Linked DNA regions of Mus musculus: regions 2, 3 and 4 are each linked to region 1. The links are chromatin contacts, called in public HiChIP or PLAC-seq maps. All regions are on one chromosome and are shown on one strand. The core of a region is the stretch at or near the end of the contact, and the rest is flanking DNA. Distances in the headings are between cores, read along the strand shown. Region 1 overlaps Gm41362 (a long non-coding RNA gene). Region 2 overlaps Npcd (neuronal pentraxin chromo domain). Region 3 has its middle 13 kb from the start of Apobec3. Region 4 holds the start of Cbx6 (chromobox 6).

Region 1 (6,471 bases), core at 2,478-4,977:
CCATAGGCTTGACTCATCCTAAACTGTGCCTCCCGACTACTCTCAAAACCTCCAGGTACCTGGCAAGTGGATGAAGCTGGGTGCTGGGGCTTCACAAAGCATTTACATTGAAACATCGTTGAGCAGCAAAGTTCTTCATGTGTTCAACACCTTTAAGCCAGGTAGGGGAGTTAGCAATAGGGGAAGGGTGGGCTCTAAGGCCATCTAGTCTCTAGCCAGCTAGCACTAAATACGGGGGAGGTCTTGTTTTTGAATCCATAAACCTGTGTTCAACGTAAAAAAAAAAAAAAAAAACTTCAAATCTAGGGAAAATTTTTGCTTGGTTGTTTCTGAAACAGAGTTTCAAGGCTCGAGAGAGGGCTCCACCATTTAAAAAAACAAAACAAAACAAAACAAAACGCTGGCTGCTCTTCCAGAAAACCCAGGTTCAATTCCCAGCACCCACATGGCAGCTCTCACCTATCTGTAACCCCAGTTCCACGGTTTCGGATGCCTTCATACAGACATGCATGCAGAAAAAACACCAGTGCACATAAAATAAAAATGAATTATAAAAAAGAAAAAAAAAAAAGCAACACGTAGTTGGGGATGGCCTTGAAGTTCTGATCCTCTTGACAGCTAGTCATAAGGAGATGTACTGACGGCTAGTCATAGGTGATTCTGGGGAATCAAACCCAGAGTCCTGTGTACGCTAGGCAAACGCTACATAGACAGGGCTCTATTCCCCAGGGCGCTCTAAGGAAAGCTTATGAACAAAACACCGGGTTTGCAGGATATGGCCTGTGGGCCATCAGTGGACCACGTGATCTCCTCCATGGATGCAGCCATGCTCTTCCGGATGAAGAAAATGAGGCAGAGGGGGAACGGCACGCAATGCCCAGAGTGCGAAGCAGTGGATCCTACGCTCAGACCCAGGCCTCCCCACTCCCCAGCCTATAAAACAGAGCACAGCTCTCCCTTCCAGAGCCTAGCTAATTAACAATAACGGGGCCCATCCCAGCCATGGAGGAACCAGGAAGTGCTTCGGGAGCTGCTCCTGATCCTAGCATTGTCCATGGTGCAGAAACAAGGCTGACCGGAACGTGTGCTTCTAAGGAAGGGGTAAATACGTCTTGGCAGGCATCTGCTCTCACTGGCTCAGGAAGAATGCACCAGAAATGGACCGGACAGTGGGAGGAACGCTCTTTCCCAGGAACCTCTTGACGCATTTTAATGGTTGGCTATGTGATTAGCAGCTTTTCCTCAAGAAACCCGCCGGCTGCTGGGGCCCCATTTTGTTTATTTGCGTTTAACTATTTCCTCTTCTTCCTCTTGTTTAAGTCTCTAAGTCTGGGACATAAAAGGGGGTCTGCAGGTGTCCCTGAGGTCCCCACAGAGGATGGGGGAAGGGATCCTCAAAGAACCCTACTGTACCGTACTGCTCATTGGGTCCCTCTGCACAGCTCTGTGAAGCGGTGACACACCCCCCCTCATTTTTACACGGGAGGAAACTGAGTCAGGAACCGGATGTTGAGGAAGTTGGCTCAGGGACAGGCCAAGTCCCGGGGCCTCCCCTTCGTCAGCCTACGCTTCTCACCCAGGGCTCTGTGTTCAGTTCAGTTCCTGGCCCAGAATGGTTTCAGGTTCCTTCCCTGAGTCAGGTGGCCATTCCGGCCCCTCCATACCCCACACTCCCGCTGTCCAGCTGGGCTGAGAGCAGCTGGACTTCTTCCTGGAATGCCCCAGCCGGGGTCTAAGGACCGGCTACCAGCCAGTCAGCCTTTACCATCCTTAAACCTCTGGCACAGCTTGGGGCTGAGCAGCTCCCAAAGGAGCTAATAACTGGTGTGTGTCCCTGCCTCCACTGAACATCCTGCCCAAGTGGGTCCATAGGCAAAGCATCCTGGGAATTCACAGTGTCCCTTGGCCCAGGAAGAGATAGCTCACCATCTAACTGACTCTTTTGATGAAAAGACCAGCAAGGTTAAGATATTCGCTTAAAGTCACACAGTAAAGAGGCACAGAGATAACTGCAGCAGTTTGGATTTGCTCGTAGAAGAAACAGAAGAATACATCTTCACTGGGAAGATTCTCAAGGGACACCCATAACTCCTTTGCTTTCTGCCTGCTCCTCCTTTGATTGGTTCCCAACAGTCACATTGTGAGGGTTAGTTTTTGCCAACTTGATACAAACCTAAGCCTATGGCCCAGCCCACTGTGGTCAGTGCCACTCCTGGACGACTATAAAAAATGAGCCTTGGAACAGGCCCGAGCCTCCTTCCACAGCTCCTGCCTCTGTTCCTGCTTGGGTTCCTGCCCTGACTTCCCTCTGTGACAGACTGTGCGATCCACACGGCTAAGCCAAATAAATACTTTCCTCCCCAAGTCGCTTTCATTCAGGGTGCTGATCACAGCGACAGAGACAAGCTAGGACTCCTCCCTCTGGATTTGTCACGGCTCTCTGGATGACTGCTCTCTGCCTCCTGGGAGGCTTAGGTGATATCTGCCTTCGTCACCTCTTATCTCCAAACACTTTCAACTTTAAATTCCAGCATCTGGGAAGCAGAGACAGACAGCTCTCTGTAATCTTAGGGCCAGTCTGGTCTACATACCAGGGATACATGGTGAGATCCTGCCTCAAAACAAAGCAAACCAAAAAAAACAAAAACAAAAACAAAAACAAAACAAAAACAAAAACAAATTTTTAATTATATGTATATATGGGGTCAGAAGTGGGTATGTGCACATAAGTGCAGGTACCCTCAGAGGCCAGAAGGGGGCGTCAGATCCCCTGGAGCTCAAGTTGTGAGCAATTGAGCAGTTCACTTATGTCCTGGAAACTGAATTCAGGTTCTCTGCAAGAGCAGTACATGGGTTGTTGTTGTTGTTGTTGTTGTTGTTGTTGTTTTGAGACAGAGTCTCACTACGCAGCTCAGGCTGACCCAGCCCTAGCTGTACATCTTTCCAGGTTCAGGGCCCTTGACCTGGGTTGTCAATACTGAAGACAGTAGCAGGAAAGATCAGAACAGCCACAGTGGATGTTGGAGCGTGCTTGGTCTCAGATGAAGCCTGGCGAGTCTCCAGCCAGCATGTGTCCTACAGGGCTGTGGCTTTGTTCCTTGTAAAGGAAGACAACAATGACCCCTCCTGGCCTGTGACTGGACCCTGTGAGGGTCCATCGTGTGGGTAGAATTTCAAAAGACGCTTCAGGGCCTTACAAAGCTCAGGTCTGGATGTGTGTGAAAAGGACTTGACTTCCCAGAGAAGGGGGGACTCTGAGATGTTTCCGGACCAGAAGGCAATGCTGACCACCTGCCTAGGGAGGGCAGGGATGGCACTCAGGGACGGGCACTTCCTAAGCTAAGTCAGAAGCTCTTTTGCAAGAGGCCGACAACTTTTTCAAGGACAAGGGTATGGCCAGAGCTGACAGGAAGCCAGCAGGGGAGGAGGGACTCTCCAAGGGGCTTCTGGGGTGGAAGTGAGGCTGAGGAGTGGGAAAGTGAGGCCAGAGACCAGGTGAGTCCTCCACACCCATCTCTGGCCTCCTGGGAAAGAACTCTCCTCTGAGCCCTCTGTCACCTGCTTGTGGCCAGGCCTGGGCTGCTGATGGCCCCCTGTGCTGACTCATGTCTGCCTGCCTGGCCCTGGTTGGAGGCGGGGGTGTACCCCAATCCCTGCTTGACCTTATCAGGCCTTGCTTGTATCCAGCTGCCTGGACATGGGCGTGGCCTTGGCCCTTCCTCCTCCTGTGGCCCTGGTTGAGCAAGGCCTGCAATGAGGTCATGGGAGCCCAAGGCAGGGAAGGCTAGGGAGTATGGTAGCCTAAGAAGGGACAAAAGCAACAGCCAGCCTGGGGTGTCCTGTGAGGCTTGCGGGCTGGTTCCTGACTCCTGGGATAGGGCTGGGCGCTGGGTTATTTTTAGTTCCCAAATGAGAAATGGCAGAACCTGGATCTAGCAGCTGCTACACTTTCCCTGCCACAGCCTTGCTCTGGGCACACGGAGGCATGCCCCAGTGTCAGGGCACGTTATAGGGACACACCCATGCCCATGAGCCTCTGCATAGACGTGGCAGTAAATGGTGGTGTGTAATCATACCTATATCCCTTCTTGCAGATGCCAAAACCACATCCATGTGTGCAAATGCTTGTATTGACACAACTCAAGCAGGCATACTGGTATACAAAGAAACCTGCATAGTCTGAGGGAAGTGGCCTGCACAGTCTGAGGGAGGTGGCCCAGGCTGCGGTCACAGCTATATTTAAAAAAACAGAAAATCACATTTTCAGAGCCCCCACTGTGTGCCCATGTTCTCTGTCGCAGCTTTGAGACTTTAGCCTTTTGCTGGCTTCACAAAGGGTACCCTCACATAGTGTCAATGTGATGGCTGTAGACAAGCAATGGACATGTGGAACGACCCTTGTTGCAGGAGGCCAGAGGTGCCATGTAGCTTGGGGTAGCCAAGGAAGGCTTCTTGGAAGAAGAGGTCCTTGAAGAGGTGAGCAGCAAAGACTTGCCTGGAGAAAGAGATGATCTACTGCTTATGAAAATGCCGGTGATGGAGATGTGGTCAGCTACCTTCCCAGCATGCCCTGGGTTCAGCACTCAGAAACCACATAAATATGGGTACGGTGGTGCATGTAATTCCAGCAGTTGAGGGATCTAAAACAAAACAAAACATAAACAAAATCCAGCTGACAATAATAACAATATAAAAATAAAAAGCAAAAGCCTATGGTAATAATAAACAACAGCCATCAATGGAGCACTCCCATGTCACCAGGTCCCTTGTCAATCACTCCATCTCCCCCCTCTGCCACACTCACGAGCTGAGCTTTCTTACAGCTGTCACCTTCAGACCCAGAAGCTGGGGTTAGGAAAGGGGCTCAGTGCCCACTGATAAGTGTTCCACGAAGCCCACATTCTTCACCAGCTCCCGGGCATCAAAGGTGATGTTAATGACCATGGAAAAATTGCCAATTGTTGTTTTCGAGACAGTCTCTCTATGTGTAGCCCTGACTACATAAATAGAACTCACTAGGAGACCAGGCTGTCCTCAGACTCTCAGAGACCCCCCTGACGCTGCCTCCTGAGTGCTGGGATTAGAGGCATGTGCCACCACGCCCGGCTGGAAGAATTACAATTATCTGTTGCTATGTATGAAGCATACAGGCCTGAAATGTTACGCTGGAAACGAGAGCAGAAGCCGGGGAGATGGCTCAGTGATTAGAATGTTTGTCATACAAGTATAAGCCCCTGAGCGTGGATTCCAAAGACTCACAAAAAGCCTACCGTGGCAGCGCATGGCTGTAATTCCAATGCTCCTGTGCAGAGAGAAGAGGGAGAGACAGAAGAGATTAGGCCAGCTAGACTAATGTATGTAGCTATGACAACAAAGAGACCTGTGTCTAACAAGGTAGAAAATAAGGAATGGCACCCGGGGTTGTTCTCTGACCTTTGCACGAGCCCCTTGTAAGTGTATATACATGCTTGTGTACACGTACACACACACACATACACACGCACGCACGCGCGCATGTGCGTGCGCACACATGTGCACACAGGGGGGTTTGTTTTGTTTTGTTTCATTTTTGTTTTAAAGCAAGCATTCATCTAGCTTCAATCTGCATTTTGAGCTAGGCTCAGCCGAGCCTTCTCCTCCCATCAGCCAGGGCCCTGGACAGGCTGGACAACCCATTAGCCCTGCAGGACTCACAGCTGGTCCTCTACTGCTTCCCAGGTGGGTCTCATCTGGGAGCTGTTGGGCATCAGAGCACGGAGACCAGCTTCCCAAGAGCTGGGAAGTAGAAAGTATCGTTTGTTTGTTTGTTTGTTTGTTTTAAAGATTTATTTGTGTGTGTGTGTGTGTGTATGTGTGTGTGTGTGTGTGTGTGTGTGTGTGTGTGTGTGTGTGTTGTGAACATGAGTTTGGGTACCCCCCCAGAGGCCAGAAGAAGGTGTCAGATCTCCTAAAGCTAGAGTTACAGGTGCTTGTAAGCCATTCTGATGTGAGTGCTGGAAGCTGATTTCAGGTTCTCTGAAAGATCAGTGCCACCTCTCAGCCCTCCAAAGTTGCAGTTTCCCAGAAACCCCTCCACTATCACTGTGCCACATTCATTATGTACCTACCTACAGAGAGAGCCCAGAAGCCAGAGAAGGTCATGTGACCCTCATCTATCAGCATCTGGATTAAATAATTGGGGGTGGGAGGGAAGGATTATTTGAAATCACCACAGTGAGAATGGAGGTGACCCCAAGGCAGTCAACTAATGTCTAGCCCAGAGCCTCAGAGCCTCACACCCAATGCTGGACCCCAGACCTCCACCAAGGCCAAAACTCTATTCTAGTACAGGCGGCCGTATTTCCTCTGCCCTCACCCTTACCCTTTCCATTCACATTTTCTTTTGTGCCACACACACAGAGGGACCATTGTGTGTGGCTACAGAGGCCCCACTGGCCTGGTACCTCAGCTAGAAGGCAGCCCCAAGGGGAT
Region 2 (6,969 bases), core at 462-2,961, 240 kb before region 1:
AGAAGAGGAGGAGGAGGAAGAGGAGGAGGAAGAAGAAGAAGAGGAGGAGAAGCAGCAGCAGCAGCAGCGTAGAAGCTGGGCATGGCGGTGCATACTTTTAATCCCAGCATTTGGAAGGCAGAGTCAGGTAACTATCTGTGAGTTCGAGGCCAGTCTGGTTTACACAGTGAATTCCAGGCCAGACAGAGTTACATAGTGATACCCTTTCTCAACAAAACAAAAGAGTATCTTTAGACACCCATGAAGACCTGCGCTAGACCATGGTAGGCACCAATGGCTTCATTCTTGCTCAGTGGCTACCTCTTTAGGCCAGTCAGTTTACCCATCTTTCCCACTGATGATGCAATCTCAATGTGTTTGTGTCCTCTGGGTTTTACTAAGATGGTCTCTACCTTCTTTTGAGACAGGGGAGAAAGGGGGAGGGAGAGGAAGATGGAGAAGGAGAGAGAGAGGAAGATGGAGAAGGAGAGAGAGAGGGAGAGGAAGATGGAGAAGGAGAGGGAGAGGAAGATGGAGAAGAAGGAGAGGGGGAGGGAGATGGAGAAGAAGGAGAGGGAGAGGGAGAGGGAGAGGGAGAGGGAGAGGGAGAGGGAGAGGGAGAGGGAGAGGGAGAGGGAGAGGGAGAGGGAGAGGGAGAGGGAGAGGGAGAGGGAGAGGGAGAGGGAGAGGGAGAGGGAGAGGGAGAGGGAGAGGGAGAGGGAGAGGGAGAGGGAGAGGGAGAGGGAGAGGGAGAGGGAGAGGGAGAGACTGACTTGTGTGGGCTCAGGGCTGCTCCCCTTACAAACTGCCCTGCCCTTCACCAGTGGCCTCTGCATTCTCCAGCATAGGAGTTTGGGGTCAGGGGGAGGGTGGATGGGGAATGCCATCTGGCTTGATTCTCCAGAGTGGCAGAGGCAGGTGGATTTCGGAGTTTAAGGCCAGCCTGGTCTACAGAGTGAGTTCCAGGACAGCCAAAGCTACACAGAGAAACCCTGTCTTGAAAAACCAAAAGTCTTTTTAATTTAGATTTATGTATACACGTGTGCCTATGTCAATTTATATGCACTACATGCATACAGTGTCCTTGCATGGAGACCGCAAGAGGGCATCAGATCTGCTGGAATGGGAGTTACAGACCATTGTGAACCACCAGGTGAGTGCTGGGAACTGAACCAGGGTCCTTTGCAAAAGCAGTTAACCTCCATCACTAAGCCATCTCTCCAGCCTCGAACCAGCCATGTTCTCCAGGGTTCACCTTGGGGCCCGAAAACACATTTTCCTTAGTGACCCCCAAATATTGGGAGTCTCAGTTGAGCCCTAAGGAACCCATCCCTGACTCGAGGGACAAAACATTTCAGCCATGTTCCCTCGCTTCCAAATTTCCATCAACCCCTGCCATGCACTCGGTTCTTCCTGGGAGTTAGGGTTTGGAAAAAACGGTGACATTAGCTGTCCCTAAGAAGGCACCACCCCACTAACCTCCCACCTCATCTATGGCCCCTTAGCTCTGTAGCCACGTGGAGTCAAGGCATGAGAAGTAAGCATATTTTGCCCTGCCCCATGGGAGTCTACACTCTCGAACAGGCACAGGACATCCACGGGAGGTCTGGACTGGAAGGGGGCAGCAGGTTGCAGAGGAAATGATAGATCAGAGTGACATTTCCATGCAGGGGTCACTTAGTCACAGCCGCTCATGGCTCGTGGCTGGCTGGGAAGGAGTGAGTCACAGGCAGGAATAAGGTTTGGGCTTCCTAGGGAAAGGGGGTGAGTCACATAGCCTTGGGGGACCACATGTGGTGGGGAGCTAGATTTTGAATGTGGGACCCCAGGGGCTCGAATTGAGGTAGAACAGAGGATTTGAGAGCCAGCGCTCTGAAGTAAGCCTTTTGACATTCATCCCAGCTGTACAACTTAATAAGGCTGTCACCACCAGAGCAGGTGGCTCAACCTCTCTCCAGCTTCAACGGCTGCACCATGGGATTAATGGAAGACTCAAGTGCACAGTCAGAGTCTGGCTCCCAGCAACCCCATGAAGAAAGGGCCGTCAGTGTGCTTTCCTACTGTGTTCTGTTTATGGGGAGGGGATGCATACCTGTTAGTGTGCACATGTGTGCAGTTGTGTGTATGTGCGCGGAAGCCAGTCACCATCATCTGGTGTCTCCTGGACTGTTCGCCACTTTTATCTATTTGTTTGTAAATTACATCCATTTATTTGTGTGTGCACATGTGTACATAGTCAAAGGACAACTTGCAGGAGTTGGTTCTGTCCTTTCCCCCATGAGGAGCCCGGGGATCAAACTCAGGCTGTCTAGCTTGCCAGCTACTGCCTTAACCCGCTGAGCCAGCTTGCTCCGCTTTCGTGTTTTGATACAGGGTCTCTCACTGACCCTGGAGCTTGGAAAATCAGCAAGGCCAGCTGGCCAATAAACTGCAGGGACCTGCCTCTCTCTGCCATTGCCCCAGCACAGACCCGGGGTTACAGTCATGTGCCACCATGCCTGGCTTTTTGTAGGTGTTGGGGGTGTTGGTGAACATACTTTCGAGGCAGGCACTTCACAGAGTGAGCTATCTCCATTTTGTAGATGGGGGAAATGAAGACACCTAACAGGCAAGAGATATGTCATGGGTCCCACACAGCTAGGCAGTCTGGCTCCAGGGACTCTGTTGTGGCAGGACAGATGGTTTAGTAGGGCTGGCTGGGGCTGGGTTTGGGGCTATCTCTCAGGAATCTGTCTGGCAGGAGCTGGGACTTCTCTGGGTGTCAAAGAAGCAGTGTGCTGGGTAGTTCAACTTATTAGGTCAATGCTTATGAACTCTGCTCCGCCCATGTTTGCCATCTTTAAGGAGGAAGCCCTGCCCCCTTATTCCAGGTTAAGAACAAAGCATGGCCAGGCCCAGCCTGGCTGAGGTGACAGAGGGCAGGGACTCCAGCCTGTTTCTCTACTATCTTCAAGCTGTTTGTGCTGGTGTTGGGCAGTGTTAACTGGTGGTGCCCAAGAAGCTGGGACATCAAACCAGATGCCAGGAGCAGCCACATCTGAACATAGATGTGGAAGGTGTGTCTTCTTAGCCACGGCCACTTTCCACCCTCCCAGATAACGCAGTTTGCCTGGGCGACCTGTTTTCCTTCAAGGTAAAGGAACACTGAGACCTGATGGTAGGTGACCAGCAGATTCCCCTCAAGCCACATGAGTTCTGAACACGGCTCTTAATGGTGCCTGGGTTTGAAAAGCAGGAAAGAGGAACACTGTGAGGTATTCAGAATAGCAAGTCACCTGCCGAGGCACCATTGCTCTAAAAGCAAGACTGAGAGTGGCAGAGGTCCCCAAGAGAGCCAGAGGGGTGACAATGGTGTTTATGAACCTCCATCGGGGACCGAGGTATGCTTGCCCTTCCAAAGTGTATCTTGGTTCCTTGCACACAGCCATATCCTCTGTCATGACAGAGAACAGCTGAGATGCCAAGTCTACCCCCAAAGGCTGTTCCTCGTGGCTCCATTTTAGACCATGAAGCAAGAGTGACCAGAGGACATGGTAGGGGGTGTCATTATTTCCCAGAACACAGAACCCCTGCCACCTAGCCTGTCCTGCTGCCATGGGCCCTCTGCTCTGCCAATCATTCCCCAGGCCCATTTACTCATAAAAGCCCCTGCTGTGGTAACTGACCGTGACCACCGGCCATCATTGTAAATGAAGGCACAGGCCTTTGTCATTCTCTGAGCTCACAAAGCCTTTGGGAAAGGCAGAAAAGACTTTGGTCCCAGGTTTCTCTAATGAAGGCCATCTCCCAGCTGAGGGACAGGAGGGGACCCAGTGCCATCAAGCATTAATTGGGACCCGATGTGGAGCTCCTGGATGGGTTGCCTTCTCTTAGGCTTTGTGATGGCTGTCCTCAGATCTCACTGTCCCACTGAGATGGCACATGTTTGGGGAGGCAGAGGGGGCAGGTGAACGGCAGCAGCGACGACACGCTTGCTGAACAGATGAAGTCGGGGTGATTTGGGGAACTGACTTTGTTTCTAATGGTTCAGTATAGAAATCACAATATAAAGCTCGCCATCTTTACTATGTTAATGCATCTCAGCAGGATGAAGCACTTTTTCAATGTTTCCCCATTTTTTGTGTGTGTGCTCATATGTGTACGTGTGTGTGCATGTGCGTCTGTGTGTGTGGCAGGTGTGTAGGTACCTGTGGAGACCAAAAGAGGGTGTTGGATCTTCTGGAGTTGGAACTACAGGTGGTCATGAACCACCCGATATGGGTGCTGGGGACCAAACTCGGATCCCCTGGAAGAGCAGCAAGAGCTTTGAAGCATCCAGCCATGTTCTCTACCTTGTCTTTTGAGATGAGGCCTCCTCTCACGGAACCTGGAGCTCACTGATACAGCTACACGGGCTTCCAGTGAGCTTCAGGGATCCACTGGTCTCCACCTCCCCAGAGCTGGGGTTGCAAGTGCCCATCTCTGCATTCTGCCCACCTGGGTGCTAAGGACGGAAATCGATCCTCACGCTTGCATGGCAAGCACTATTCTGCCTGAGCCGTCTCCCGAGGCACCTTGGTTTTTTGTTCCTTTTTGCTTGTTTGTTTGTTTTTTCTGAGATAAGATCTTAGTGATCTTAGCTGAGGATGTTCTCGAATTCTCTATGTAGCCAAAGCTGACCTTGAATACCTGATCCTCCTGCCTCTACCCGCTATGGGATTATACCATGTATCAGCACCCCCAGCTGGCTGCCATATCACTACCACCACCACCAGCATCACTTCAGAGCTCTCCCTCAGACTCTCCATTCTCCTGCCTGAAGCCCTCCGAGGCTCATTCTACACAAATACCTCAGTATAAGTCAGCAGAGTCTCACAGAATCGGTCCTGGAGCTGCCTTGCTTTGCCTTAGCACCAGGTCCGCAAGGTTCATCCCTGCTGAAGCATGCATCAGAATGCTCTTCCTTATTGAGACTGAGAATGCTCTACCGTAGCACGTATCACATTTGACATCTTCATCGCCCACTGACGGCCCCGGGGGTTGCTCCTTCATTTTCATTGTTGGTAATTGTGCTGCTCTTGGTATGAGAACCCACTGACCTCCTGAAGGTCTTACTTTAAGGCTAATCAGAAGCGGTTTCAGGGATCCTACAGTGATTCCACTTTAAAGTTTTGAAGCATCTTTCATCCCGTTTTCTGAAGTGGCTGTGCTATTTAATATTCCATATTAATTTTGTGGAATATTAAATTCCACAGTGTCACCACCGTGAATGGGTGAGGAGAGTTTTGAGGGCAGACATTAGGGCTTCTCTGATGGAGAATTCCCTTTTCTTCCTTCTCTCTCTCTCTCTCTCTCTCTCTCTCTCTCTCATTTTTTTTTTCGGTAGCCCAGGCTTGACCTGAACTTTGATATGTAACTGAGGAAATTTCTGGTCTTCCTGCCTTCATCTACTGAGTGCTGGGATCACAGGCCTGCGCCTCTGTGCCAGGTTGATGCAGGGCTGGGATCAAACCCAGGGCCTGTGCATAACGGGAAGGCACTCTACAACGGAGCCCTCACTGCAGCGTTGCCTGGAAGCTCCCTAATGGTTACTGACACACCTCACTGGCCTTCTGCATAGTCCGTCATCTTTGGAGAACTGCCTGTCCAAGTCCTTTGCCCATTTTGTTGATCATCTGTTTTTGTTTTGTTGAGACAACTTATCTAAGTAACCCAGGCCAGCCTGGAGCTCTCAGTCTCCCTATCTCAGCCAGGTAGGCTCTACCATGCTTGGATTTCCCCCCTCCCCCCAGTTTCAAATCAAGAAAAACATTTTTGTCATTAAAATTTAAGAGCTTTGTGTGTGTGTGTGTGTGTGTGTATTCAGTATATTCAAAGTATACTCTTTTACTAAAATATTTGATCTGCAATTTTGCCCATTTCTGGATTGCTACTTTACTGTCAACAACATTTAATTTTTTATTTTATTATTTATTTATTTATTTATTTATTTATTTATTTATTTATTTTGGTTTTTCGAGACAGGGTTTCTAGGGTTTCTCTGTATAGCTCTGGCTGTCCTGGAACTCACTTTGTAGACCAGACTGGCCTCAGAAATCCTCCTGCCTCTGCCTCCGGAGTGCTGGGATTAAAGGTGGAGCCACCACACCTGGCTTTTTTTTTTTTTTTTTTTTTTTTTTTTTTTTTTGAGACAGGGTTTCTCTGTGTAGCCCTGGCTGTCCTGGGACTCGAACTCGAACTCAGAAATCTACCTGCCTCTGCCTCCCAAGTGCTGGGATTAAAGGCATGTGCCACCACCGCCTGGCTCATTTAAAAATTTTTTAGACTTATGTGTGGGAGTCTTACTTTCATGTATGTCTGTGTACCATGTGTGTGCAGTGCCATAGGAGGCCAGAAGAGGGCACCAGATCTCCTGGAACTGAAGTTCAGGATGGTTGTGAGTCACCTTGTAGGTGCTAGGAACCAAAATAAAGGTGCTTGACAGGCAAGCCAGAGGACCTCAGATTGTTGCCCAGGACCCACATGGAGAGAACTGCCTCCCAAAAGTTGTCCTCTGACCTCGCCATCTGCCTGCAGCACACAATAAGTAAGTAAATATAAGCAAGTCGCCTGACCCTAGAAACACACATCTGTCTAGGCTCTCAGCTCTCTGTTGTCGGCCTAATCTTCATAGCACAGTGCCCTGGATCTGCCATCGATTCTTAAACCAATAATGTAATCTGTGACACCGATTCTTAAAATTTTACTGAGATTTGCTTTATGTTCTGTTTGGGATAGACATGCTAAGTTTTGAAATCCTCAGTGCATACTTAATGTGTTGGGAGCCAGGCCTGGCAGTGTAGACTCTATATCTCAGATTCAGGGATGGAGGTAGAAGCCCACCAGCATTACAGAGTGAGTTCATGGCTTGTCTGGGCAACTTAAAGAGAGAGAGACCCTGGGTCAAAACTGGGCCAGGGATGTAGCTCAGTGGTAGAGAGCTTCCCTGAGTGACACTCGGGAGCTTCTGAG
Region 3 (7,210 bases), core at 2,696-5,195, 170 kb before region 1:
AGCCAGCGCACACTCAGAGGATGCCTTCAAAGGATGCGTACTAATTAAAGCATTTACGGAGCCAGTATCCACTCTGGTGGGCTAAGCACGCTCCTCTGCTATTTGGGACGGCAGTGTTGCCTTCCACGCTAGCCACGCCAATCAGATTCCTTCTTGAGGAGACGCTCACAGGATGGTAGGTAGCCCTGGTTCTCTTAGCTCATCAGAGGGACCTAGAAGGTCATTGGAGACCTGAGGACACAATCTGCGGCAGGAATAGAGTTCCTCTGGAAATGGAGAAAACTGCCTTAGCAGGAAATAGATTGAAGAAACTGAAAGAATAAAGAGGAGCTGCCTCGGTGGGTGCCACAGACCAGGCTCAGTCGGGCCCCCCTCAATCCATGGGAATCAGGGTCTCGGACAGATGGGCATAGAGTTGGCGAAAATGGGGTGACAAACAGCCAGGACACAAGAGAGTGTGATGAATCTGAATGTAATTTGTCAAATCGAGCATCAAACTGTTTTATACAGAAGAAAATAGGGAAGTTAGGTGACACATCGGCAAGGTACAATGAGGTTACCGGATGCTTAATGACTCTAACACAAAACAGAGGAACGCAAACACAAAGACTGGAAAGAACTGGGCAATAAAACAACAGAGACAAAGTCAGCTCTATCTAAGGTCAGCTATAGTCATAGAAGCCAGGTGTGAGGTCTTTACACTCCCAGGGCAAGGGCTTTCACGCCCAAGTCTCTAATTAGGGAGTTCCGCTCTAGCTAACCATCTCATGAATAATGCAATACTCTAAAACCACCGCCCGATCTACTTCCTAAACCATTGTAAATTCCTGTATATGGGAGCAACTTGGCTTTTATTCTAAGTGATAGTGTGGGGGGACTTTCTACTAATAAGTAATGTAGTCTGCCATACATAACTATAATAAGAATTCTAAACTTACATTGCTAAGCTTGCCCTGAGATTTCTAACTCTATTTAGTAGATAGTAATGTCTGATTTCTTTCACTATCTCTCTTACAATACTAGAGGCAATTCTGAATGTCACTGAATCGGCAACATTCTTACTGAATTCCAAGCCCAGGGTCAGCTCAAGGACTACCTAGGGCATTGATGAAGGCCAGGAAGCAAAGTTCGATTTTGCTTAGGTATTTGGCAAGTCATTGCTTGGAGGCACCTATAACAAAACAATACTGAAAGGAAGCACACAGATCCATTCCCAAGGACAAAATTGGAGCATACGTGCTATGGGATGCCACAGTTCCAGGATACTAAGTTTCCGTGAAACTCTTTGTCTCAGGACTGCATCCAGGCTTTTGGCCTGTCATGTGTGTCACTACTGGAGTGGATGTAGCAGGTGGGGAAGCACTAACACCTGGAGAGTTGGCCCTCACATCTGGATGCTTGCTGAGCACTGCCTTCTGGAAATGAAAGACAGATCAGTAGATATTAATTTGAAAAACTGTGTGTGTTCAAGGGATGGTTGTTATGAGGTCCTTGAAGGTTTCCCTCAACACAAATCTTCACCATTCATTCACACACAGATCATCCATTTGTAGTTTTAATTGTTTATTTTATATGAGTATATCGTAGCTGTCTTCAGTCATACCAGAAGAGGGCATCAGATCCCATTACAGATGGTTGTGAACTACCATGTGGTTGCTGGGACTTGAGCTCAGGACCTCTGGAGAAGCAGTCAGTACTCTTAACCCCTGAGCCATTTCTCCAACCCCTGTAGTTTTCTTAAAAGAGTAGAATTAAGCTAGGAGGTAGCCTCATAGGCCTCTAATCCTAGGACTTCGGAGGCAGAGGCAGGCAGATCTCTGAGTTCAAAGCCAGCCAGGTCTACAGAGTGAGTTCCAAGATAGCCAGGGCTATACAGAGAAACCTTGTCTTTCAAAGAGAGAATTAAACCAGGCATGGAGGTGTCTTGGGAAATGGAGGCAGGAAGATCAAATTTTCAAAGATATCCTCAGCTATGTACCAAGTTCAAGGCTAGCCTGAGCTACATGAAACAGCCTCCCCCCAAAAAAGGAGGATTTCAGAAATGATTCTAAATTAAAAGATGAGGGGCCAGATATACGGGTGTACACCATTCATTGCAGCACCTGCCTGATCTACATAGCAAGTTACAGGTCACCAGAGCTGTACAGTGAGATCCTGCATGTCCCAAAACCAAAGATGAAATTCATTGGGTATGGTGACACATATCTGTAATATGGTGACTCAGGTCAAGTCTAGCCCCGGGCTACACAAAGACTCTCCAAAGAAAAAAGAGGAGGAAGAAGGGGAGGAGAAAAAAAAAGTAAAAACCAAAGCAAACAAAAACAAAAACCCAACAACAATTATGTGTATATGTGAGGGGATGGTATTTGCACATGTGTATAGGTGTCCAGAGTCAGAAAAGGGCACCAGTTCCCTTGGAACTGGAGTTGGTTATAGGTGGTTGTTGATGAACTAACCTGCCTCCATCTTAAGCTTGAGTGCCATCTTATAGCAAGGTTGAACTAGGTTCATTCCTGTTTATGATGAACCTCTTTCAAGGATTAAGCTATGCCCCGTGTAGAACCTCAGCTACACATTTCTGTACTTCCTGTTCAAGAAATGGCAGCCATGCCTTTCTTTCAGGAGCTCCTCATGACCAACTTGTTCTGCTTCTGTAACCCTGCTTCTTTGTCTGCCAAAGCCCCTGTTCGGAAAGCCCGGTCTCCTAAGCTATAAAACCCTCATCTTCCCCATCTAGGGACGACCTCTAAAACTTGCACTAGGGCAGACGGTTGCTGGACCAGCTCTGTGCTGCTGTTCACAATTTAAATTTTTTTTTCTTTTTCTTTATTTTCTTTTTTTTGCTCCAATTTGGCCATTTGAATGGCTGGTCTTTTGTTTTGTTAGTTTGAGACAGTGTTTCTCTGTGTCGCTTTGGCTGAACTGGAAATCAACTCTGTAGATCAAGTTGGCCTTGAACTCACAGAGATCTGCCAGCCTCTGCCTCTCACTGGGATTAAAGGCCTGCACCACCATGGGCTAGCCGAGTTGGTGGTCTTTTACTTCTGCCTGGTGGGCTTAATTGCTGTGAGCTAATTGCTGTGGATGCTGGGAACTGAATTCAGGTCTTCTGCAAATGTAGTATGAGCTCTTAACCAGTGGCTCCATCTTTCCAAGCCCTAAAATATCATTTTAAACATTAATAATTGCTTCATACCCAGGAGGCCTTCCTTCCTCCCAGATACTAGAGACCGCCACTCTCAGCTACGCTGTGATTGGGTCACAAGTGAGCACATGACTTTTGCTGGTCCAATCAATCTCAAATTCGTTCCCCCTACCCCACCCCACCCCCAGGAATTTGGGGTGGGGTCCCCCCCCCACAAAGTTCCTCTTCCTTCTTCAGGATGGTGAAGAGGGCTTGTCATCTCTGCTGTTTCCACCGGTTTCCTACTGCAAGAAACTGGTCTGAAAAGAGACAAGTAGAAAGAGGAGCCGGAGCCAAGGCACCTGCAGCTTGCAGGAGCCAGAGGTCTCCTTCGGTCCATTTATCATTTGATCCCCTTGGAATTGGGTTCTGTCACCCCTGAGTGAATGCACACTGACCTGCCCCTACCTGCTTTTCTAGAGCATGCTGAAGAACGCGTTCAACTTTAGACTGGGGGAGATGGCTGTCCTCCCATCCCCCCGGGTTTTTTTAAGCTATTACTTTCTTTGACCAGAATCAAGATCCAGATGTATCACTCGTGACCATTAACTCTTTTCTGCGCGGAAGGCCACGGGAGGAACCCAGGCCTTTGTTCCCAGATCAGAGCCCCTCCTCCCAGCTCAGGACTGCTTCCTTGCTGGCTCAGATCCCAAAGCACCATTTCTGGCCCGTGACTCACAAAGTAAATCGTCTGTAAGTGAAAAGCCTCTTATCATAACTTTGGCAGGAAAAACAAGGTGGCAAGCCAGGCAACATTCTTCACGCTGGAGGCCTACCAGTGCCAAGGGCTGCTCTGCACACTGCGCATGAGCAATGTCATCTGCTTGCTCCAAGGCTGCGTGCGCTTGCTTGTGTGCGCACCAACTCCTTTCCTGTTCTGTGTGTTCCCAATGGGACACCGTGAAACGTTCTACAGCCCTATCTGGTACCCAACATCATTTTTCTCCTTATCTTAACAGCTGAACTGCAAACATTTCGGCAAGGACGTGACAGTATGCATTTGCTTAGAGGACAGTGGTACCAAGGGATGGAGGTCCTTGTCTTCTGTCATTTTGCATCTTTAGGAACAAGTTAATTTAATCTCGTGGTTTTGAGATAGGGTCTCTTGTAGCCCAGGCTAGACTGGATCTCACTATGTACCTAAGGATGACCTTAAACTTTTCGGAGTCTTCTGTCTCCACCTCCTCAGTGCTGGGCTATCAGGCATTCAACACCATACTTGTTTTTTTTGTTTTGTTTTGGTTTTTTTTTGTTTGTTTGTTTTTTTTGTTTGTTTTTTTTTCTCTTTACATGTAACTTCCATTTACGACAGAATAGATGACTTTTGTTCCTTTGGGGACACTTGGCATCAGCAACCCATGCGAGTCTACCTTCAAAGTCAGACTCATTCATTCTGCCGCTGCCACAGGTTCCAGTTTTACCACAGGAAACGTGAGCATCTTCTCACCCACCCAGTCAGAGTGGATGCTAGCAGGGCTCTGTGAGAGCAGAAGAGTATCAGCATTGTGCCCTTTCTGCCTTAGCCCCGACCGCCTGTTTTGCAGGGGCTCTGCCTCCCCACCCCCAACCCTGTTGGCCATCTCATGATGCCAGCTATAAAGCATGAGCGGCTGTGTACTGTCCAGTGAGTGAGGAATGGATGCAGGTGAAGGGGTAGCCTGTGGGTGTGCGTAGGTGTGATAGTAAGGTGGCCCCATTTCAGGTGACTCCAGGGTAGTGCATGATGGCCTCTCCATTGCCATCCTTTGCCTCCAGGTTAGAGAACACCAGAGTTCATCTCCTGGTCAGCATCCTCTTTGACAGGGGTGGTGGTACAGACCTTGACATAGCTGGTGTTTCAGAGCTTTGGCGGACGTCCACTAAACTGCTGTAAGCTGGTGCCAGCAGCTGGAGCTATTGATGGAGCTGAGCAGCTGCTGCACAGAGCTGGGGAATAAAGCCCAGGCTTCATGCGTGCTAGGTGAGCACTCTCCTAACCAGGCCACATCCCTGGAAAGGCTAACCAGTCCTGTATTTAAAAGCATTATTTCCAGACTGGGTCTCATGGCACATGCTTAGTTCCAGCAGAGGCAGGCAGATCTCTGGGTTCGAGGCCAGCCTGGTGTACATAACAAGTTCCAGGACAGCCAGGGCTACACAGAGAGACCCTGTCTCAAACAAACAAAAAGCATTATTTCCGTGGTTATTCTTGGGGGATGAGTTGGTTATTTTTTAATTGATTTATAAATACACACACACACACACACACATATATATATATACACACACACACATATATGTATATGTGTGTGTATGTATATGTGTATGTGTGTGTGTGTAGAAGGCAAAGAACAAACTTGGGTGTTAGTCCTCCAGGCCTGTTCCTTTTACCTGAACCAGAGTTTCTCACAGGCTGGGAACTTCAGTACAAAGGGCAGGCTGACTGGCCCCCATGCTTCTAGGGCTCCAACTCCCATCTTGCCATTCACTGGGAGAATCATCCCTGGGTTTTTGTGTTGGCTCTGGGGATCCAAACTCGGGTCTCCAGGCTTGTAAGACCAGCTCTTTAGCAACGAACCTCCCAAGCCCTTTAATAGAACCTGTTTCCATGGCTTCAGACTGTCATGCTCCGAGGCTTTGACAGTCACAGATTCATAACTAGAGGCAATGAGATTGCTAGTCCAGCAAATGAAATGTCCTCCTAGCCCTTGCAATGCTGATTCATGGCTGCATGTGTAAAATCATTCCCTGAAGGTTGCTTGTTTGTCTTAGAACGTGCATTTCCAATCTCATGCTTGCTCTGGAGAACTGTTCAGTCTTTGTGCTTGCCATGCAGTTTTCTGATTAGTTGCTTTTATTTTATGTTTGTTCCTGGTATGCATTTTCACACACCCATATACATACTGAGATCAGAAAACTTGTATACATCCATATTCTTCTATCATGTGAGTGGGAGAGACTGAAGGTGGCTCATCCCACTGTTCTTCTAGGTGCTCCCCTCGCTTGGCCGCAAGCGCCTTTATCTGTGAGCCCTCTCTCTGACCCTTAGACATCGTGTATTCGTTGTTATAGATAAAGAACCATTTGGCAACATTGATTCACCTTTTAAAGTCATAGATACAATGTAATATAATAGCAACTAAGCATACTCAACAACAAACCAGTAACCTGAAAGCAGAAGCCCTAGACCAATCAGAATCTTCCTCATTCCTTTCTACGCAAGGTATCTCCTCTAAGTGGTAGCTTCTAAGATTTTATTTTTGCATTGTAGCTTAAATTGTAATACGGGGGGAGGGGGGGCAGACAGGAGGGCAGGTGGTAGAATCTGGGCAGAGTATAGGACCAAGCAGGGCTACATAGTAAAACTCTAATTTTCTACTTTATTTTCAAGGTTCTACAACAGGTTTTGGGTATGTTTTGAGTGCTTTCATACAGGAAAGAAATAGAGGCAAATGGTAAAAATAATTCAATCATTGAGAGGAGAATATTACTGGATTTCTAGACTGTGATATGCTGTTTTCTAAATTTTCTTTACCTCCGTTACTGTCTTGTGAAATAGGGACTCACTGTTCAGCCCTGGCTTAGAGGGAACTTACTATGTGGGTTGGCCTTGAACTCAGAGATCTGCAAATGCCCAGATTAAAGGTCTGTGCCACTTGATCGTCCCCCTTTCCCTCCATTCTTAACTAAATATTCTCATCACCCAGTTAGTAACCGAATGACAGAGGATAGGCTGAAATTTAGCAAATGGTCTTTTGTGTCCCAGCTAGGACCCTGATGCTAACCAGGGACCCTGATCTACCAGAATGTGTCCACCTTAAGGTCAGGATATAAAGGTAACCTTGACACCGGCACACAGTAGCAATTCCCTCCCTTTCCTTGCCGTATTTATTGGCACAGACGTTCAGAGACCGTGACCACAACTGAGTGGCAGTGGCAGGGAGACGCGCAGGCTCAGGATTGCTCCCAGAATCCGCACCCCCACCCCTCTTTGGGTACAGGATGGAATCAGATTTTCCATCTTTGAGGTACGCTGTGAACATGTGA
Region 4 (6,626 bases), core at 3,454-5,953, 220 kb before region 1:
TGCTCCAGCCACTCTCTGCCCTGACCCTAGGCAAGAGTGCATTCACACCAACGGTTCAAAGGCCTATACTCAGAAGCCAGTGTGAGAATTTAGCCTAGGCCTCGGGTGGGTGGGCACAAGACAATGGAGTGGAGGTAAGTGTGATCTCTGAAAAGCCCCAGGACCCAACAGCAGCTCAGCTGCTAGTGACTTCACAAGAGCCCCACACCAGCTCACCCCTTGCCTGATGACTTAGAACAGAGAGCAGACACGACTTCTCCATAGCCAGCCTTTCCTTCTCTAAGGATGAGGGCCAGCTGCACAGCTCTACTCTGAAGGATGCCTTCCATAAGGTGCTACTTTCTAGAGACACGGGCTACCTAGCAGGAGGTGGTGACTTTATGGAACGCAGAGAGGAAAACAGACCGGACACTGCCAGGATATGGAGAGAATCCCAGCAGTTTCTGAGGCCAGGGTGGGACATGAGGACAGAGACCCATGCAGGCCACATCCCAGTGCTCAGAGGATGCAAAGATAAGAGTGGACAGCTGTGGCTGAGGACCAAATAGGGAAAGACAAGAATCCTGACTCTAATAGCAACCCCAGCCACCATGGGGCAAAGCATGGGGTTCGGTTGTGACACTCTAGTCTAGTTAGGAGAAGTTAGGGGCACCAAGGAGGAGCTTACTCCCATGGATAATTTGTTGGGGTCCCCAGAAAGAATCTGTGTTGGGGGTGGGCGGGACTCTCCATCCACAGTCCCCACACACTGGATGCTTAATGAGTACAAAGAGAAAACCTGTACACCTCCTGACAAACCCAGATCACGACCAGTCAGGGGTCTCCTGGCTTATAGTGAACAGATGTCTTCTTACCAGGGAGCCCCAAACCCTCAAGGGACAAGAAACACATCTGAAGATTACGGGGCTCTGTATCCAGGCTGGAGTGTCCACATTCACTAACTGACACTAGGTGGCAGCACTGAGCCAGACACAGCTAGCTCCCAGGGCTCTGTCCAGTTGAGTTCCACAAGGGGCCCCTTACACCCCTCCCAGGTACATTGATGGGGGAGCTTAAGGGATCTCTTCAAAAACAAGGACCTGCCATCCTCTCACGCTGCATCCTGCCTCCACTTCCTCATCATCAGATCCGGAGCTGGAGTTGCAGGTGTTTGGGAATCTGGTACTCTGACTGAATAGCACTCTTAGCTGCTGAGCCATCTCTCCAGCCCCCACTGACTAGCTAGCTCCTACGGGGGAGGGGGGGAAACAGGTGGTCCTTGGAGTGTCAGGATGTGTGCAAACAGTGGACCCAAGATAACAGTCCAAACCTCATTTCCCTTTCTGCGCCATCTCAGTGAGTCCCTGCCATGGTGTCCTCCTGTGAGCAACATTAGAGCACCTGCTGACCACACATTTGGAGGCAGCCAGTACTTGGTAGGTACCAGGCTTCTGAGAAACCAGCTTTCCCTAAAACATGCTTTCAAATGGCTTATAAGAAACATCTCGGGGCTGTCGAGATGGCTCAGCAGGTAAGAGCACTGACTGCTCTTCCAAAGGTCCTGAGTTCAAATCCCAGCAACTACAAGGTGGCTCACAACCACCCATAATGAGATCTAACGCCCTCTTCTGGTGTGTCTGAAGACAGCTACAGTGTACTTATGTATAATAAAAAATAAATCTTAAAAAAAAAAAAAAGAAAAATCTCTTACTTTACAGTGTCTAAACATACTGCATAAGATACAGTTCTCGGGCTGAACAGAAGGCTCAAGAGTAAGAGTAATGACTGCTCTTCCAGAGAACCCAGGTTCAGTTCCCAGCACCCACATGGCATCTCACAAATACCTGTAACTCCCAATTCTGGGGATCCATTTCTGGCCTCCATGGGCACCAGGCACGAACATGGTATACACATACACACACACACACACACACACACACACACACAGAAGCACTCACGTATTAAACAAACAAACAAACAAACAAAAAGATGTTATTCTCCTTGGGTTGGGAGGTTTTTGACAGGCCCTGGGTCTGCTTAGTGAATTTCGAAATCACTGCAGGCCACATTCACTGCACTAACAGGACAGGAGTGGCTACAGGGTTTGGGGAGGACTGCAGACAGCATTGAGACACTGCTGCTAGCTCTCTGTGGTGGTGGGTACCTTATTAACCTGTTTCTTTTCCATGGTGTGGAATGGGTTCGTGGCAGCCATCTCAAGAAGGCGCCAGGATGTTCAGCACTCCTCCTTGCAGAAAAACCTGTGTATTCTGCTGAACTGCCTCTTACTCACAAAGCAACAGGTCCAGCCTAAGCTACCTCCCTCCGCATCCCTTCACACCAGCTGCTTCCTAAATTCTGGATTAAGGCTCTACAGCAGGCAGCTCCACCCCCTGCCCTAGCATCTCTGAGCCTTGTTTCCTACAGATGTGTGTTCAACTTCCACCTATAAAAGTGGACTAGTACTATCAACTCCACTGGGATGTTGAGACGATTAAAGGAGATGATTCGTGCAGAGGACTCAGCACTGCTGGGTTCCAAAACAAATGGGAAATGACAACTTTTAAGAAAAGGGCATTTTGAGAATCCATACTCAAGATCATTACCGCCTTGACCACTAGAGGGTGCTCCAGGGGCGCCAACAAGCTGTCAACACAGCCCACCAGTCTTCCAGCTGCTCTGCCCACTCCCTCCCCACCATCAAGCATCAGGGTTAAGGTTGCTGAGTTAATCCCCGAAGATGCACCGTGGCTAGAGGCGGGGGAGTAGGGGTACGCGACAATAGGATTCCAGAAACCAAGGGGTTTTTTTTGCCACATTTGCATTTGGTCCAAGGCTAATTCTTTACACCCAGTCTTTTGGCTGGCGGAGGGGGCCAAGACAGCGCAGGGGGCCAAGACAGCGGGGTCTGGTCCACCCTTCCCCCACTGAGCTTGGAGCTCTTTGGACAAATTGGAGATTAAGAGGTTCTGCATCTTGCAGTCTCTTCTCCAAGGAGCTCTTCCCGTGTTGTGCTGGTGCCAAATTTGGTGAGAAGACCTGGGGCATCGTTAGTTCTTTAGGGAAACTACGGAGGCAGACACTGACCGCCTTGCATTAAGTGGCCATCAGGGATCGTCTTGCTCTCCTCTTCCCAGGCTCTGTTCTTCCTCATCAAAAACAAAACAAAACAAAACAAAACAAAAACAAAAACACCCCTAACTCTCCAAGATGGCTTCCCATGAAGTTCTTCGCTCTCTTGCCAAACAGGCTATGTTCACCATGCCCCACCCCATCTTCATTGGAACCTCCAGAAATATCAGGATTAGGGGTAGACAGGCTCAGGACCCGAAAGCTGGTAGTCCAGTGTGAATGATCAAATTCAGGTTGAAGTAATTTAAGGTCAAATTCAAGCCGGGCCCCCAAGTGCTATGGGAGAAGGTACAGAATACACTCCAAAGGAGGTGGGCAGTTATAGGGCATGGGAGGCCAGTGTTTTGCCAGGAGGTAAGCCTATCTATACTCAACAGCTCCAAGACTCTAAATCACAAAACAGGCCAGTGTGTTCAAGGCTGGAGGAGATGAAGGGTCTCACTAGCGAAAAGAACTTCCCAGTCACCTCCTCCCCTGAGTATGCCCCACCTGCTTCACTCACCCGCTTCCTGGAGCACAGTCGATCCCCCACCCCCAGTTCCTGGTTTCATCCCTGATTACCCCACTCCCAGGCCCCTCTGGCTGGGCTGGCTACGGCCCGCTGCCAGGGACTTGTCAGGGACTCACAACCACCCCCTGCCCAGCTGGGGCCCCTCTGGAAAAGCCTGCCCGCCTAGGCAGCGGCGGATCTGTCCCTCCCTTGCAGGCCGGCCCTGTGCTGCGCCCTGGCTGGGGGCCCGAGCGGGGGCTGCTGGGGCTGGGCCAGGTTACCTTTAGGAGGAAAGTTTTGGGTTTAGGTCCCCTCTTCTTGGGCCCATACAGCTCACGTTCCCTTTCCCTGTAGTCAAGAAACGCCAAAGATGAAAAAGGGTCCCTTCCTGGGCCCCACTCCCCGACCCTGCCCGCCTTTCCCGCTTCCCTGCGCGGCGCCCCACCGCGCCTGCCAGCTTCTCCAACTCACTTCTGCTCGAAGGCTGCGATGAGCCTCGAATCCAGAATGTTCTCCTCTGGCTCCCAAGTGCTGTACCTGCCGAGTCACGCGTACAGAAGAGCAAAATGAAAACCCAAGGGGCAGGGGCACACCGCGAGGGCTCAAGCACGCACCCCCTATCCAAGGCCCAGGTGTCTTCTTGCCGCCTCCCCAGTCCCCATGCCAACGACCCACGACACTCACTTGATCGCCCACCCTTTCCATTTCACCAGGTACTCGATGCGTCCCTGAAAAACAGAAAGGAAAAAAAAAAAAATAGGGGGTGGGGGTGGGGAAGATGCAGGGACGCGAGGAGGCGGCGGCGCGGGGGTGGCTGAGGGAACCCGGCTAGCCGGACCACTGCACCCCGAGGGCCCCGCGGGCTCCGACACCACCGCGGGGAACACAGGGCTGTCCCGGCCGAGGGCTCACCTTGCGGATCCGGCGTTTAATGATGGATTCGGCCGCGAAGACCCGCTCGCCTACTGCAGACAGCTCCATCTTGCTCAGCGGCACCCACAGCCCATAATACTCCCTGCTCCCGCGGCCGGTGCTGCACCGCTCGCGCACGCGCCCCAGCGCTCAGGCCCCCGGCGGGCGGGCGCTCGGCGGGGCGCGCGCTCGCGTTCCAGCTGCGGGCCGTCACGTGATGCTCCGGGCCTGAGCGCCGTTGCCAGGGCCTCCCCCTCCCCCGGGGCGGTTGCTAGGGAAAATGAGCGCTCGCGGGGCGGGGGCGCGCGAAGGCTCTTAAAGGGGCCTGTCCTCTCCCCCGCAGTCCTGGCGGGAGACCGATGGATGCTTGGCTGCTGCCAAGCCGAGTGAGGTGCAGTGCAATCCTACATTGTCCCACTTCATCCTGCAGGCCCAGGATCCCTGCCACCTCCTACCCTCCTTGTAACTCCTCATGCCAGAATTGCCAGGCCCTCGACAGAGAGATGCGATAGGCCCAGGAGTCTCTAGGCGCTGTGCATCCTCCTGCAGACGTTTGCAAACAGTTAAATATGATACAGCAGAAATGCATTCACTGCAGCTTTGCCAGGCCTTGTGGGGATTTCTTTAACACATCACCCCATCCATTATTTATGTATTCGTGGGAGTGTGGTTTTGTAACCGGTTCAGATAAGTTAAAACAAAAACGCCACAGCAGGAAGGGGGCGGCGGGGGGGGGGGGGTGACTGCAGAGGTGACCCAGGCCTGCGACCATGGTCTCAACACCTACAAGTAGACCTTGGCGAGTGTGTTTATAAACCAAAGAGAGAGAGGTCTCAAAAGAGAACCGCAGGGCATCCCAGATTGAGTCCAAAGCAGTCTTTCTTTGGGTCACTCAGCAGAACCCGCCTTCATGGTCAAATCTGTATTGGGATTTTCAGGCCGCAGGCCACAGCATAATTCTACAAACCACAGCTGCAGGAATGACTCCGCCATTGCTCCTGGGAGGCGCAAGTGGGATCTGGAACTTTCCCTCTTGGATGTAGCCCACCTCGCTGGAAACACACATTGAAAAATTATTTAATCGGAGTTTCCATTAGGCCAGTGGTCTTGTTCTTTGCAAAAAGAAAAAAAAATTAACCACATATAAATAAGGAAACGAAAGGGAAGGAGCAATTCATAACCTGTATTAAGTCATTGGGGTCCTCTAGCCCAGTTCTTTCCCTAAACTCGGGCCTGCATGAATATGCATAGATACATCACCTACTTGGAGAACACAGGCACACATGTTCTATCTATTTAAATGTTTAAGCACTATAGGGTTGTACTATTCACACTGGAGATGCTATCCTCCCTTAATGATATTGATTGGACATTAACACTGATTTTGCTCTGTTCACCTGTTGTCTAGGGCTGGGCTGGAGGAGGGGTGGGGATTTGTAAGGGTCAGGATTATCTTTTGATTTCATGATTGGCTTATTAGAATGGGGTGGGGGCACAGGGTTGTACAAGTCTCCCCGCGATTGCACCATTTCTTGAAGGTGCAAATTCACTGATGAAAATCTCAGCTTTCCATCCCTGCACGCCTGCAGATATGTATAGAAAGTACATTGACTGAAATCCTTCTGCTCCCCCTCAAAGTCTTTATGCTACTGAGAAAATCCTCTTAGCTGGCAAGACAGCAAACCTGAGGTGAACATCACCTAAGTAGAGAGTTGTTCTGCCCCGGTGGGGTGGCGTGGATGAGCAGGTAAGTTGAATGTGTGGGTGTCTGTGCTTGTGCAAGCTGAGGAGGCCACAGGATGAAGAAGATGGCCACCTATCCACATAGCAGATCACTCAGCAGTCTTTGTGAGCCATTGTGGAAGCTTTGGGAAACAAAAGTCAGTGCGGTGAGAAAATTGCCTTTCTCCCTGCGTGACCTCAAGGTGCAGATAGTTCCCCAGCAGTAGATGGATTTGTGTCAAGTTGCTGCTGTAACAAACAGCTCCAAATAGAGCAGCGTAACATGACCCGCTCTGGAGTGCAGATGTCCCAGGTCACAGACATTGAGCTAAAGTCAAGGCTAAGAACCCTGAACACATAAACAGCCCCTGGCCTCAGGGGGCTTCTAGAG

The links. HiChIP or PLAC-seq counts read pairs in DNA pulled down with a chosen protein or histone mark.
Region 2: a contact with region 1 is called in a FOXA1 HiChIP or PLAC-seq map of pancreatic cancer cells. The contact joins two enhancer-like sites. A contact is called at or near these places in 6 of 39 promoter capture datasets (embryonic stem cells, frontonasal cranial neural crest, hippocampal neurons and 2 more), 3 of 15 datasets of contacts at CTCF or cohesin (embryonic stem cells and large pre-B cells), 55 of 484 Hi-C or Micro-C datasets (the BV-2 cell line, the C2C12 cell line, the CH12 cell line and 16 more) and 11 of 115 datasets of contacts at active chromatin or transcription factors (embryonic basal ganglia, embryonic stem cells, pancreatic cancer cells and 2 more).
Region 3: a FOXA1 HiChIP or PLAC-seq map of pancreatic cancer cells shows a contact between it and region 1. The contact joins two enhancer-like sites. A contact is called at or near these places in 1 of 15 datasets of contacts at CTCF or cohesin (embryonic stem cells), 6 of 484 Hi-C or Micro-C datasets (embryonic stem cells and stem cell-derived neural progenitor cells), 8 of 115 datasets of contacts at active chromatin or transcription factors (embryonic stem cells, pancreatic cancer cells and stem cell-derived neural progenitor cells) and 2 of 9 other capture datasets (adipose tissue and liver).
Region 4: an HNF4G HiChIP or PLAC-seq map of pancreatic cancer cells shows a contact between it and region 1. The contact joins the promoter of Cbx6 here to the enhancer-like site in region 1. A contact is called at or near these places in 10 of 39 promoter capture datasets (the C10 cell line, cranial neural crest, embryonic stem cells and 5 more), 4 of 15 datasets of contacts at CTCF or cohesin (the NIH/3T3 cell line and embryonic stem cells), 70 of 484 Hi-C or Micro-C datasets (B cells, the BV-2 cell line, CD8 T cells and 25 more), 29 of 115 datasets of contacts at active chromatin or transcription factors (the SCID.adh cell line, SST interneurons, T-cell acute lymphoblastic leukemia and 13 more) and 2 of 9 other capture datasets (adipose tissue and embryonic stem cells).

What each region holds. Positions count from the first base shown.
Region 1 is chr15:80,050,509-80,056,979 of GRCm38.p6, forward strand. It overlaps Gm41362 (a long non-coding RNA gene), which reads right to left. Exons shown (of 3, transcript XR_875493.1): 2 at 5,271-5,302; 3 at 2,710-4,640. Among named protein-coding and RNA genes, the nearest start is that of Gm41362, 6.0 kb to the right of the region's middle. Within about 2 kb of position 3,728, at least 83 of the 459 cell types and tissues checked have an H3K27ac peak or open chromatin away from gene starts, as enhancers often do. A contact at or near this core is called in the C2C12 cell line, CD8 T cells, the HL-1 cell line and 8 more, where this site is marked.
Region 2 is chr15:79,812,165-79,819,133 of GRCm38.p6, forward strand. All of the region lies in intron 5 of Npcd (neuronal pentraxin chromo domain), which reads right to left. Among named protein-coding and RNA genes, the nearest start is that of Nptxr, 11 kb to the left of the region's middle. Within about 2 kb of position 1,712, at least 25 of the 459 cell types and tissues checked have an H3K27ac peak or open chromatin away from gene starts, as enhancers often do. A contact at or near this core is called in the C2C12 cell line, the HL-1 cell line, pancreatic cancer cells and 1 more, where this site is marked.
Region 3 is chr15:79,875,611-79,882,820 of GRCm38.p6, forward strand. No RefSeq gene overlaps it. Among named protein-coding and RNA genes, the nearest start is that of Apobec3, 13 kb to the right of the region's middle. Within about 2 kb of position 3,946, at least 122 of the 459 cell types and tissues checked have an H3K27ac peak or open chromatin away from gene starts, as enhancers often do. A contact at or near this core is called in adipose tissue and pancreatic cancer cells, where this site is marked.
Region 4 is chr15:79,829,630-79,836,255 of GRCm38.p6, forward strand. It overlaps Cbx6 (chromobox 6), which reads right to left and starts at 4,704. Exons shown (of 5, transcript NM_028763.3): 1 at 4,514-4,704; 2 at 4,286-4,329; 3 at 4,073-4,138; 4 at 3,883-3,949. The coding sequence starts at 4,582. Npcd (neuronal pentraxin chromo domain) reads right to left here and starts at 4,704. Exons shown (of 9, transcript NM_001013362.2): 1 at 4,514-4,704; 2 at 4,286-4,329; 3 at 4,073-4,138; 4 at 3,883-3,949. The coding sequence starts at 4,582.